Linked DNA regions of Sus scrofa: region 2 is linked to region 1. Evidence: chromatin contacts called from public HiChIP or PLAC-seq data. All regions are on one chromosome and are shown on one strand. The core of a region is the stretch at or near the end of the contact, and the rest is flanking DNA. Distances in the headings are between cores, read along the strand shown.

The links. HiChIP or PLAC-seq counts read pairs in DNA pulled down with a chosen protein or histone mark.
Region 2: an H3K27ac HiChIP or PLAC-seq map of skeletal muscle shows a contact between it and region 1, with 8 times the contacts expected there. The contact joins two enhancer-like sites. A contact is called at or near these places in 3 of 47 Hi-C or Micro-C datasets (heart right ventricle and skeletal muscle) and 1 of 2 datasets of contacts at active chromatin or transcription factors (skeletal muscle).

Annotation. Positions count from the first base shown.
Region 1 is chr9:85,161,698-85,165,388 of Sscrofa11.1, forward strand. No RefSeq gene overlaps it. Among named protein-coding and RNA genes, the nearest start is that of MEOX2, 150 kb to the left of the region's middle. Within about 2 kb of position 2,059, at least 13 of the 83 cell types and tissues checked have an H3K27ac peak or open chromatin away from gene starts, as enhancers often do. A contact at or near this core is called in skeletal muscle, where this site is marked.
Region 2 is chr9:85,399,982-85,403,672 of Sscrofa11.1, forward strand. LOC106504972 (a long non-coding RNA gene) reads left to right here. Exons shown (of 3, transcript XR_001298981.2): 1 at 1-3,691. Among named protein-coding and RNA genes, the nearest start is that of ISPD, 310 kb to the right of the region's middle. Within about 2 kb of position 1,785, at least 12 of the 83 cell types and tissues checked have an H3K27ac peak or open chromatin away from gene starts, as enhancers often do. A contact at or near this core is called in skeletal muscle, where this site is marked.

The sequences.
Region 1 (3,691 bases), core at 809-3,308:
TAAAATATGTCACCCTGAGATAAGGATTATTTTAGGCTTTTTAAGAAATAGCAGGCCCAGGAGAAGCTGAAAAATGTACAGAAGTTACTCCTTTTTAAGAGGTATTTATACTTCATAAAGGGAAATTTATTTTTGTAAAGGTGTCTTCCTCCATGTACTAGGAAGCAAAAGATAACTAAATCTCTATAAACTCTTATCTAAGGAGAAAGCAAAGATCTAAATCTGTATAACAACCTCATCCTTATTTACTGTGTTTTTCCTGATAACCTCCTTAACTGGTTCCCAACATTTTATATTATCTTTAGATGGAGATGGTATTTAAAGAGATGGCTTGGACCATTTCAGGGAGTTAGTTTCCTTGGGTCTTTCCTAAATATATAGAAGGAATAGATGCTATTAAACTTCTGTTTCTCTCCTGTTAATCTGTCTTTTCCTACAGGGCATAACTCAGACAAGAGCAAAGAAGGGTAGAGGAAAATTTATTTTTCTCCACTGAACTTTATTTGAATGAAATAAATGTATTATTAATGTTTCAAAGTAAGTATATTCTTCCTGTGACATATTTTGTTTCTAGTGTGATGGCAATTATGAGGTCAGAAATAATACTGCATTTTATATTTTAGCATAAACTATTTTGGTTTTAGAAAATTCCTCTTTGGGTAGAGACATACTTTAGCTGAATTTTCTAACTTTGCAAAGTCCAAAATAAAAGTTATCTTTGGAGTTCCCGTCGTGGCTCACTGGTTAACGAATCCGACTAGGAACCATGAGGTTGCGGGTTCATCCCTGGTCTCGCTCAGTGGGTTAAGGATCCGGCGTTGCCGTGAGCTGTGGTGTAGGTCACAGACGGAGCCGGGACCCTGTGTTGCTGTGGCTCTGGCGTAGACTGGGCGGCTACGGCTCCGATTAGACCCCTAGCCTGGGAAACTCCATATGCTGCCGGTGCAGCCTTTAGAAAAGACAAAAAGACCAAAAAAAAAAAAAAAAAAGGGTTATCTGTAAGAAACACCTTGCTTCAGCATACACATATTTTATATGATACATAATGGAAGATTACGATAATGGAAGATTATGGCAGATTATAATAATAAATTTGCCTAAAAACTATATATGAAAGAATCTGATTATGAAATTAGTTCCTTGTTAAATAGGTCCAAAACAAAGGCAAGGTGGTTTTAAAATGTATACTTTAAAAAAAAGCAACTGCATCAAAGGAAAAACTATAGGAAAAGCAAAACTTTCAAAATGTGATTTTAAGAAATAGAATTAGAGAACACCATTAATACAATATGTGATGTGCTAAAATCTTTTAATTATTTTAGAATTCAGAACTGCTATTGCTTACTTAAAATTGTTGCATAACTCCAAAGTGCCATTATAATTCAACCCAAATGGTATAGTACTTCAATGAGCTGATGGAATTGATTCAGGACATTAAAGAGATGCCTGCAAAGTTATAAATCTCTATTCTAGTCAGGAGTGAAGAGGTTAATTCAGTATTCCACTAAAAATCAAACTGGCAGAAATGTTTCCAGGAACATGTTTTTTTTTTTCCCCTCTTCTCTCTCTTCTGCTCCTCTCTCTCTCTCTCTCTTTCTCTCTCTCTCTTTCTCTCTCTCTTTTTACTCAGTAGGGGTTTGGAGAAGAAGTTTGGAAGGGAAGGAGAGGGCTGGTTCCAGGCCCCCTGCATTCCCCAGAGCACCATTGCGGAAGGGGGAGGGCTTCCTGCCCAGGCAGCCATCTGTAACATTCTGAGAACAGCAGGAACCCCGGCTGCTCCAGTCAGAAGCCCAGGGTGAGGATTCTGTCTGCATTCAAAGAAAAAACTGGAGGAGTTTCCCCTCTTATTTCTCAAATTCTCTTGCCTCTCTTTTCTTTTTTTTTTTTTTTTAATCTGTTGCTGGTGAGCAATGGAGCTGGCTTTATTTGGAGTTGCTTTTGTAAGTGAAGTAGCATCTCAGCAATGTCAGATCAATACTTTTGAGGAGATTGGCTTGACCAGTACCAAAATACCTCCTAGAATGTGCTGGCAGCAAGCTGGGAATGTCATCATCCCAGCTAATGTCACACTATGGAACACTTTCTGGGATCAGTGGACGTGTGTCTGATGTTTCCTAAAGTTACTGCTTTCTAGGCTTGAGTCAATTAGAGCTGTTTTTTTGGAAAGTAGTGTCATTTAAAATGTATTTTATAAAAGTTATTTTTGTGCCTATAATTTGGGGCTCACACATCTGTTATTTCCTCCAGTCCTTGGCATGCACAATATGCTGCCTATGGAAAGTAGTAAAGAGTGACAATGGAAAAAATAACAAGGGCTTTTTTACTTTCAACATCTGGAGAAAACACTTTTAAGGAAATGTTAACAAATAGGTACAGGAATTGATAAAGTAAAAAATATGTATGCTTCCTTATAGAGACAAAAATAATCAGAATAGAAGGATTTTTTATAATCACTTTTATGCAAAGAATACAATAAATTTAGCAATTAAAATGATATTATTTAAGAAGATTCAGTTCACATCCTTTCCTAGGGTCAGCCAAATGACTAATGTCAAATCCCCAAAGCACATAGGTACAAAAACATTTTCTCAGAGAAAAAGAAAGGCATAGGAGTCCAATTTTCAAATTTTCCTTTTTTCCATTTTTCAATAAAGCTTTACTATTATATTTAGATTCCTGGCATCAGTCTAGGGAAGCAAACAAATTCTACTGTAGAATATGAAACTTAAAAATAAGAAAGAAAATCTTCAGTAAGCATTCCAGTGCAGAGATAAATATTAGGATGAACAATGTGACCATAGTGTTATTGAAGAAAAAATGTGCAAATATGAATGTACTCTCTTCGTATACACCAGAATAACTTAATGACAAAACGCGCTTCAAGGGAAAATAAATCATAATGAATATCTACTACTGTTTTACCAAAAGAACGGCGAATATGTTTCAGCATAGTTTTTCTATATTTTCATACCTAAAATAAGCATTAGTAAATATTTCCATCTAGTCTAATTTTACTTTTCGCCCTAAATTACAGTGTTACAATGGTATAGGCTAATTTATAAAGGTATTGCATCAAACTTTGAAAACGCAGAGAATCAAATGTAATAGTTCCTTTTTTCTGAGAATTACCCATTGTTCAGATGAGAACAAAAAATCCAAATCAGTATTTGAAAAAAAAAAAAAAAAAGAACATCTTGACAAAATACTATAACAAAACTTATTTAAAAATTGCAAAATCAGATGTGTAGAAATACTTAAAACTTTAGAAAGTAGATTGCTTCCAGGTGCATAGAGTTAGTGCTTATGGGGTTAGCGTGCCCTTGATGGGGGTGGGAGAGGCACTTTCTAAGGTTGCATTCATTCCTTTCTTGTGTCTAGTCATCTTGATTTCAATGTCTAGGATTAAGCTTTGAGTTAAACATCTCAGAACTTACTTTCCTTTTAATACTAGAATCAAAAAGACCAATACCACCATCAGAATCATGAGACTACCATGTAATACCATAAAAACCTATTACTAATTCACCATTGTATGATAACAAATAATTATTGTAAAAAAAAAAAAGGATGCCCTGATTCATAAAACCAGTGTTTCTTACCTGTAGGTAAACCACTTAGAAATCCAACTAGCTAATGAATTGACCGTGAGGACATGTTGTCCAGGATAAGAATGGTCCAAATCTGTGTGATC
Region 2 (3,691 bases), core at 535-3,034, 240 kb after region 1:
ATAAATGTCAGACCTTCTTTGTTGTTGATAAAGACATTGGATTCTGAAGCAGTACTCACATTCATATCTTACAACCCTGTTTATTGTTTCAACAGAGGAGTTCTGAGCACAAAGTGTGTGGGAAGAATATTTATCTTATTTTTACAGATCAGAAAGCTGATGCATAGAGATTAAGTTATATTTATAAGGTCAATGAAAATATCAACATAACTGTGATGAGCCAAATATGCATTCCACAAAAGTCTAAAAATAAAGTGGATTTTCAAGTGATATGCAACTAGCATTTTCAGACACTCTGTAAAATTAAAGAATTCATATACTCATGCCTTTCATTTCAGCTTTAATTTAGTTTCTCAACATTATGTTTCACAGGAAATTCCCAGCACAGTTTTACATTTGACCTAAAAGCATAAAGTCCAAAGGAGTTTGGACACATCCACATATATGTGGGGTTTTATTTACAGAATGTATTTCTATAAAAGTCTCAGTATCATTTGTGTTAAGTAATGTAAAAGTACTACATTGGGTTTTAAATGGGGAAAGACCGAAGAAATACAAATTCTCACACTTTTCATCTCAGTTCTAACAGCAACTCTCTGGCCATTTGAATAATGCTACTAATTGTCCTGTATGTAAATTTGGGTGTAGCTGTATTTCATCTTGGATGTTTGATGTCTTTCTTATAATCATTTAGATTCATAATGATTCCCATAGGGAATTGATTTGTTCTTGTGAGGACTCATCAATAATCTCTCTCTTGCTGCATTTAATTAAAATCACTAAGCTATGTTTTAGTAAAGACAAATGGCAGTCTCTACCTATTAGCATCTCCAAGAATTTAAGTAAACTCCTGATCAGACGTGAAATCTGATATGACTCTTAAAAATACTTTCTGAAATTTCACATCTGAATTAAGAAATTAATGAAAGAGAGGGAGAGGAGGAGTGAAAGGGAAAGAGAGGGAGGGGAGAAGGGGAGATAGAAAGAGAGAGAGAGAAGCAAATAAACCCAAAATAAGGATTTTGCAGACTAGCCTCAGACGGCTGCCTCAGATACGTTTTAGTCCAACTGCTATTTCTCCAGTTAGCGTACAATGTGCTGTGTGTGAAAACACTCATATATAAACAGGAATTTGAGCTCTGCAACACTTCTGCTTACTTTCTCTTCTTCTCCTCTCCCCTCCCTTCCCTATGTCCTTTTACTTCCTAATCTCCCAAATCAAATGCTAAATCAGGAGCAATAGCCTACAATTAGCCTTTTCAATTAAAATGTAGAGTTCAAAGTTGACTCCAAAGTGAGTAATTGCTTTTGAAAACCACAACCGGCAGGCAGCTGCCAGATTATTACAACAGTTTATTTAACCTCAAAACATCTGATCAATTTTATTATCTCAGCAGAAGAGAGATATCCTGGAGAGTAGGGTTTAAAATATACTACTCATCTTAGATGTCTGAGAGAAGATAAAAATTCCTCAGTGCTATAAATATCCCTTTGCCATCACCTTGCTGAGAAAACAAACTCCTATCACACTTGCTTCATTTGAAAGTTAACAGAAACTAAGAAACTAAAGGCAAAAGCATCATCATGATATGAGCTAGGGCAGAAATGTGGGGAAGGGAGCCAGGAACAGACAATTTACAAAATTACAAGGTTTAAAAACATTCAAACATCCGGCTCATGATGTTTGGGATTTTTAATCATCCAGAAAGGAGACTCAGAGAAGGCTGCCAACCTCACCAAAACAAAGACTATCACGTTTCCAGAGTCCTGATTTGGCTGCCTCCACACTGCTGCTCTTATTTATTTATTTTTTTATTTTTTATTTTTTTAAATCTGCTCTGTGGCTCAAGGGATAAAAAGGATGGAAATCTTCATGTTATACAAATGGCCTGGGGAGCCTTCAGAGCTCCTGGCTCCACCCAGCAAGGCCAGGGCACAGAACACACAGAACCCTCCAGCCTCCACTTCTGGGGATCCCTCCCACCCCCTCTTCCTGACCTTCCTGTTCCCCATCTTGCCAGGCTGTCCCTACACCCTTGGATTTCATCTTGCCACTGCTTCTGCAAGCTTCCTGAAACCTACCACACTGAACAGGCTGTGCCCATCATTTTACCTTCTCTTCCAGATTCGTTGTGAAGATTCAGTGGCTATTATATGTACAGTGCTTAGAGACAACTCCCCACCCCTCGCCCCCTGTGGTGCACAGGAAGTGCTATATAAGTGTTAGCCTTTTGTTTTTATAATTCACTCAGGATGTAGTCTTTACTTCTCTTTGGCTCTGGACTTGGCCTCTGGGACAGTTCTACCTGCTCCCAGGCCCACCTTCCAGCACTTAGAACATCTCTTCAGAGGCAGAGTTCAAACACCTAGTTTATACCGAGGCTGTTTTGGTGTCCTTACTTAAGGGTCATGTTATAAGAAGGCTTTGGTACAATCATATATCTCTCACTGAATTTCCAGCAATTTAACCACCTTAAAAAATGACTCCGAATTATAGTTACTTCCAAAATATACCACCATTCCCAGCCACAGGGATCCTAATTCCCATTCGAGGAATATTACTATTGCACCTTTTCTGCCCATTCTAGCAACTGTCCACTTGAAAGAAAAACAACATTCAAAGAACAAGTCAATTTAGGAAATGTTCATGGGAAAGAAACCACTCATTTCTACAAAACGAGCCTTCAGTATCCGAAAAATCATGAATCTAAATACTTATTGTGTTTTATAGTCTGATGATTGTTTTTTATATCTATTTCCCAATCCCATTTCACTTTTCCTTCTAGAACCATGCAATATTATTTGATAGCCTTACATTCCTAGGAATTCTTGTATAAGAATGTTTTGTGTATATTTTAATGTAAAGTGCATTGATTTATAACCTAATAATTCATAAAGGTTATTGATTTATAAAAATGTGACTCATTCTATTTATTAGTTTTAATCATTCAATCCAGTGTTTTCATAAAATATTCATGTGATTTTTTTGTACATCTAGTTTGTTACTAGTCATTACTGCAGAGAACCAAAGTGCGTACCCATAATATTTTTACCTAACCACTAAATGCATGCCATTAATTAACAACAAAAATATTAACATTCAATCTCATATTTGATCAAACTGATTTAAAGTCACAGTGATTCTGCTAACTCACTGAAGGAATTTTTTCTCCCTCCAATCTTAAGAGTTTTCCACCTGAATTATCTGAACAAATGATCTCTCTTTCGCTTTCTGGTAAAGATACATTCAGAGAAATTAGTATTTTTTGTTTGTTTGTTTTGAAATCTGATTGTCAGCAATCAACACATGAGACACAGAGCAATATCAAACAAAATATCTTAAAAGCCTTGTGGAAATAGGCCATAAGTAAAAAGTAAATAATTAGCCAGCCATGTTTTCATCATCTATACAACGTTTTAACCACAAAAATGTAGGAAATGCACAAGATCCCAAAGATGTTATTCAAATTCCTGCACTGCAGCACTATTTGATATAATATAAAACCAGAAACAACTTAAATGCCTATCACTAAGGAAACTAGAGTCTAAATAAAATATGAGATTTTAAGCAACTATAAAAAACGAAGTAATTCTATAAGTACTGACACAGGAACATCTTAAAAATCCATTGTCAGTGAAAAAAGCAGCCCACAGAAGAGTATTTCATGAATCCATTTTGTTTAAAAAAAGC